Linked DNA regions of Canis lupus: region 1 is linked to region 2. A link is a contact called in public Hi-C data. All regions are on one chromosome and are shown on one strand. Each heading gives the region's core, a stretch centred on a gene start, on an enhancer-like site or on the middle of the called end of the contact. The rest is flanking DNA. Distances are from core to core; before and after follow the strand shown.

Region 1 (2,700 bases), core at 161-2,660, 64 kb after region 2:
TCTGAAAGTTTCTTGCTGTAAGTTAAAAGTACCCAGTTAAGCCAAACTCTCCGTTTTGCCTCGGCAACTGGCAATACATCAGTTGGTGGCTGCTTTGTCAGCATGGCTGATGTCAAGGAGCCAAGTTCTTGGCAATCCATGGTGGACATATGGCATAAGTGGAAAATAAACCTAGGTCTTTTTTAAAACACTGAGATTTGGAGGTTGTTCATTGCTACAGTATAACCTAGCCCGTCCTAACTGATGCAATAGCTAAATCACCTGGGGCTCTCAATCTGGGCATCTCTTAAGTCTTCTACAAAGTTAACTCATCTAATGTTCATATCCTATTATTACCCTCATCATATCATAGATGAGAAAACTTAGAAATGAAAGAGTAGAGGAACCGTTAAGGGTAGATATTTGGACCTGGGGATTCCAAGTCTGCTTTCATGCCCTGGTCATTCAAACCAAGATGGTAGGCACTCAACCATTAGAGAGTGTCTGGTGAGTGCCAGGCCCTCTCCTTAGATGAACAAGACAAGCCAATAATTTCTTTGATCGTGTAGGATAATGAGAAGACCCAAATACACAAATGATTGCAGTTTGTCAGGAAGAATGTAAACACAGAGATGAGCTAGGGTGCGGGGAGGTGACGGCTGTGGGAGATTCAATCGTTAGAAAGACTTCTAAGAAAGGGGGGGGAGCGGTTTGCAGGGATCCCTGGGGGCTCAGCGGTTTGGCGCCTGCCTTCGGCCCAAGGCTGATCCTGGAGTCCCGGGATCGAGTCCCGCGTCGGGATTCCTGCATGGAGCCTGCTTCTCCCTCTGCCTATCTCTCTCTCTCTCATGAATAAATAAAATCGAAGGAAAAAAAAAAAGGGCGGGGTTTGAGCTGAGAGGAGAAAGACCAGAGATGTCCCAGACAGAAGGAACAGATGCTAGGACCGTGGGACAAGAGAAGCCCCATGCATGAGCCCTGCAAGGGGGAACCAGCGCTGCAGAGCACAGGAATGAGAAGCCAGGACGAGATGCTGTCGAAGGTCAGGTCCCGCAAGGACTCTTCAGCTGGGGAGTGGCTCCAGCTCCAGCCGTGTGCGCTGTGGAAGGATGCTCTGGATGCTTCAGCACGGATGAGGGTGGAGGCAGGGAGGTGAGGCGGCTGGCTATCACCGCAGCCTAGAACTACCTGCCCTCATCCATCCTTTCTCAACACACGGGCGTCCACTGCATGTGGCTAGATCGCAGCCTGAGCCACGAGCGACCTGAGTTGGGGTACACCGCCCCCCCCCAACTCCCTACCTTGCTCCGCGCATCCCGCGCTGGGCCGCGGACGCTGCGTCTGACGGCGGTGAGCGCTCCCCTTCTGCGCTCCGTTTCGCGCCTGCCTCGGGAACCTCTTCGGGGACGCCCTGTCCTATTCAGGCTTTGGCTCCCCCTGGTCCAAGTCCAAGCAAGGCGCGACGCTGGCGGCTCAGGCCGGCCTGGCCATGGAAGCCGGGTCTGTTTCGGGCCTGGCATATGCCAACCCTGGCGCGTCCGCGAGGAGCAAAACAGCCACGACACGGACACGACACGTGCGCAGGTGGAACTCAACAGCCCGGCGGCGGGGGCGCGCGCGGACTTGTCAGTCTAGGCAAACGCCAAGAGTGGGAGGCTGTGAGTCATCAGGAACCCCCTCGACCCACTCTACTGGTCCCCAGGTAGGCATCTGCCTTTGCTTAAATTAAATACCAACTTTGCAAACGCTGGTCGCGAGAGCGCACGCGGCCGGGCAGGGGGCAGGGAGTCCCCCGTGATCTAGCCTGCGCGCCGTCTCCACCCCCGCCGCTCCCGCGGCCTCGCAGAAACCGGAGCAAAGCAGCACACCTGGAAGAAGTCCGGCGGGAGGAGGGCGCGGGGCGGGCAGCGCCAGCCGCCAGGTGAGCGCCGAGCTGCCCGCGCCGGTAGAGCTCTACAGGCGCGGACCGCAGGGCCGGCCGCGCAGCGACGCCACCGGCCGCCGGCGGTACTGCAGCGCTCCCGGTCGCGGCCGCGGGGCGGGGGGCGGGGGGCGGGGAGGCGTCCAGGCTGCCTCGAGTGGCTCCACCGGCCGCGCATGCCCGGTGCGCTGCTCGCGGCTGCGGCCGCCCCACCGCGCGGTCCCGCGGGGCTCCGGAGGCGGCTGAGCCGGCGAGTGCCGCCCGCAGCGCCGCCCGGTGGCACGACTCTGGAGTTGATAAAAGCGTCTCAGAGACGGGCAGTAACTAGCCCAAGGTCACACAGCCCGCGCAGAAGAATAATGGGATTGGGATTCGGACTCTGCAGCCTCCTCCCTCTGCGCCCCAGGAATGGGAGGAGCAGGGAGCTTGAGTATCTTGGTAGTCCTATAGGACCGTGGGGACCCTGAGCAAAGAGGCCTTTCTCCCTCCTTCACAGGTGAGCCAACAAAGGCTCAAAGAAGTTACTGGATACGCCTGAAATATTTTAAACAAACAAAAGCCACTTCTAGGGTTTCCTGTTGATGCTGTCTTGAAATGCCTGAGTTTACAAGTCTTTGTCCGCCCCGCCCCCTCGCTCCCCCGCAACTAGCCCGAAGTTCCAAACCTGGTTGTTAGAGACCTGGTCTTTTTCTTTAGGCGCATTGAGGCCGAGTACCTTCCTCCAAGCCACAGGGTCCTCACTGACAGAATCCCGGTGAATGACCCCTTAAGATCACAATTTCGAAGTGCCCAGGATGATC
Region 2 (2,700 bases), core at 50-2,549:
TAAATCTAAAAACAGATCTCTGAGGGGGAAAAAGTATGAGAACAAATTTGAAGGGCTGACGCTATCCTACTTCCAGATATATACTATAAAGCTCTGGTAACCAGGGCAGTGCAGTATTGGTGAAAGAACAAACGCAGCAATGGAACAGAATGGAGAGCCCAGAAATAGACCCATATTTAGTCAACTGATCTCTGACAAAGCAGCGGAGGTCATCCGATGGAGCAAAGACTGTCCTTCCAGCAAACAGTGCTGGAACAACTGGACATCCTCTTGCAAAAAAAAGGAAGGAGAAGGAAAGAAAGAAGAAAGAGAAAGAAAGGAAAGAAGGAAGGAAGGAAGGAAGGAAGGAAGGAAGGAAGGAAGGAAGGAAGGAAGGAAGGAAGGAAGGAAGGAAGGAAGGAAGGAAGGAAGAAAGAAAGAAGAGAGAGAGAAAGAGAGAAAGAAAGAAAAAGGAATTAATCTAAACACAGGCCTTACTCCTTTACAAAGATTAACTCAAAATGGATCGGAGACCTAAATTAAAAATTGAAACTATAAAACTAGAAGATAACACAGGAGAAAACCTCGATGACCTTGAGCATGGTGATACCTTTCTAGCCAACAACACCAAAGGCACGACCCATGAGACAAATCATCGATGAGCTGGACTTCCTGAAAATTACAAACTTCTGCTCTGGGAAAGACAATGTCAAGAGAAGAAGACAAATCACAGCCCTGTGGAGAATATCTGCAAAAGACACGTCTGATAAAGGACTGTTGTCCAAAATATACAAAGAGCTCATAAAGCTCAACAATAAAAAAAAAAGAAACAGTCCAATTAAAAAATGGGCCAAAGACCTCAACAGACACATCACCAAAGAAGATATACAGATAGCAAATAAGCCTATGGAAGGATACTCCACATCATACATCAATCACCAGGGGGAGACGAATTCAAACAATCATGAGATAGTACCACACACCTATAAGAATGGCCAAAACCCACAGAATCCACAACCCCAAATGCTGGTGAAGATGCAGATGGACAGGAGTGCTCACACATCGCCGGTGGGAATGCAAAAGAGCACAGCCACTTGGAAGACAGTTTGGCGGTCTCTGATAGAACTGAACGTGTACGTGAAATCATTTATTTTTCAGTAATGGCTGTGTTTCACAACCGCATTGCAAACAAAGCAAAACAAAGACCACAAATAGGCCTTGTGATCCTTTCTTCTCCAGGATGCTTTGCTTTAACTTCGCAGAACCCTGCAAGGTGGACAATTTCTTCACGATTTCTCCCTAAGAAGCTACAGAGGTAACAGTCAAACCCAGTGCATCAGTTCTACAGCCGCGCTGCGCTCACCTCACCACGTTACCTCCGAAGCAGCAATAAATTTTGCGGCGGAAGTGGAATCAATCTTGTGGCAGGACCAAGAGCAAATGAGGACACTCTGTGGGCAGATGGTGCTAATTACACAGATGGCCACCAGATGGCGAGCACGCCAGCCTCCTCCTCCTCCTGAAACCCACTTGATTGAATTTCAAGAAGGAAAGGACCACACAGAAAAACCGTGCGTGTGTCTTCTTATGTCACAGATAGGGAGTTTTCCTAGCATTTGAGATTATCTGTGTGCTTCACAAGGAGAGTAGATTGCCATTCCCCCTCTAATTTTCCATTGCACAATAATGCTAGTAACTGGCTGTGAGTTACAGGCCACATACCTGAAGCACTAACCCATGTATCCCACACACAGATTCCAGTGGAGTGTGAGTATCTATTTCTCACTTTTCCAGATGAGAAAACTCAGCCATCCCTCAATCCTTTTGCTTATTTCACAAATATTTATTGAGAACTTGCTATGCTCTTGCCCGTAGTAGGTACAGAATCAAGATTCAAATTCCAAAAACTCTACTCCATATATTTCATCTTCTTCTATTATCCCAAATACCCGAGCTATTATGACTTTATTAAGCAACCCCCCCTCCCAAAACCAAGCTGGTTGGATTTTATGAATTGATGATGACATGGTACGTTGCCTATTTGATCCAGTTTTCTCACTTGTAGAATTCCTGAAATTCACGCTTACCTGCTAATCTGTAGGATTTCAGTTATCTAAGCAATGCACAAGTGAAGCTTGACAGCACCAATGATTACTAATACACATATCGGATAGAACCAAAATCTCTGCTGCTGTCGCTGATATCATATACAAGATTTTTTAAGTGAGGGGGCAAAACTAAGTGATGCCACAGAAAATGTGAAATTATAATGAAGACACAGGACACATGAACACTGTACCCAAAAGACAAAGCTCCTACCATAGCCTATAAGATGGCAGGTGATCTAGGCACTCTCCTACCTCCACAACCACCACTCACTCAAGCCGCACCTCCTTCTTGTTCATCTCACCTCAGGGCCTTTGCACTTGCTGTTCCCTCTGTCGGGAAACGCCTGCCCTCACAATCATGTGATGGGCTCCCTTACTTTTCTTGGGCCTCTGTTTTCATCACTTAACCAGAAAGACTTTCTGGGATCTGCCTATAAAACAGCCAACCCGCTCCCCCTTTTCTCTTGCATGACAGATGGAGAAGTCTTCATGGTCCTACTTTCTCCCTCATTCTGTAGCATTTTTCTTTGGAGCATTTGTCATCACCTGTCATTGTCATTGTATACTTGTATTTGTTTTCTATCTCCTGTCACTGAAATGTAAGTTACATGGG

What was found. Hi-C and Micro-C count contacts between places; a contact is called where the count stands out from the background.
Region 1: a contact with region 2 is called in a Hi-C map of blood, with 1.7 times the contacts expected there. The contact joins two enhancer-like sites. A contact is called at or near these places in 2 of 9 Hi-C or Micro-C datasets (amygdala and blood).

What each region holds. Positions count from the first base shown.
Region 1 is chr3:69,674,866-69,677,565 of UU_Cfam_GSD_1.0, forward strand. No RefSeq gene overlaps it. Among named protein-coding and RNA genes, the nearest start is that of ZNF518B, 15 kb to the right of the region's middle. Within about 2 kb of position 1,411, at least 8 of the 20 cell types and tissues checked have an H3K27ac peak or open chromatin away from gene starts, as enhancers often do. A contact at or near this core is called in blood, where this site is marked.
Region 2 is chr3:69,610,547-69,613,246 of UU_Cfam_GSD_1.0, forward strand. The region is part of intron 7 of CLNK (cytokine-dependent hematopoietic cell linker); the gene reads left to right. Among named protein-coding and RNA genes, the nearest start is that of ZNF518B, 79 kb to the right of the region's middle. Within about 2 kb of position 1,300, at least 2 of the 20 cell types and tissues checked have an H3K27ac peak or open chromatin away from gene starts, as enhancers often do. A contact at or near this core is called in blood, where this site is marked.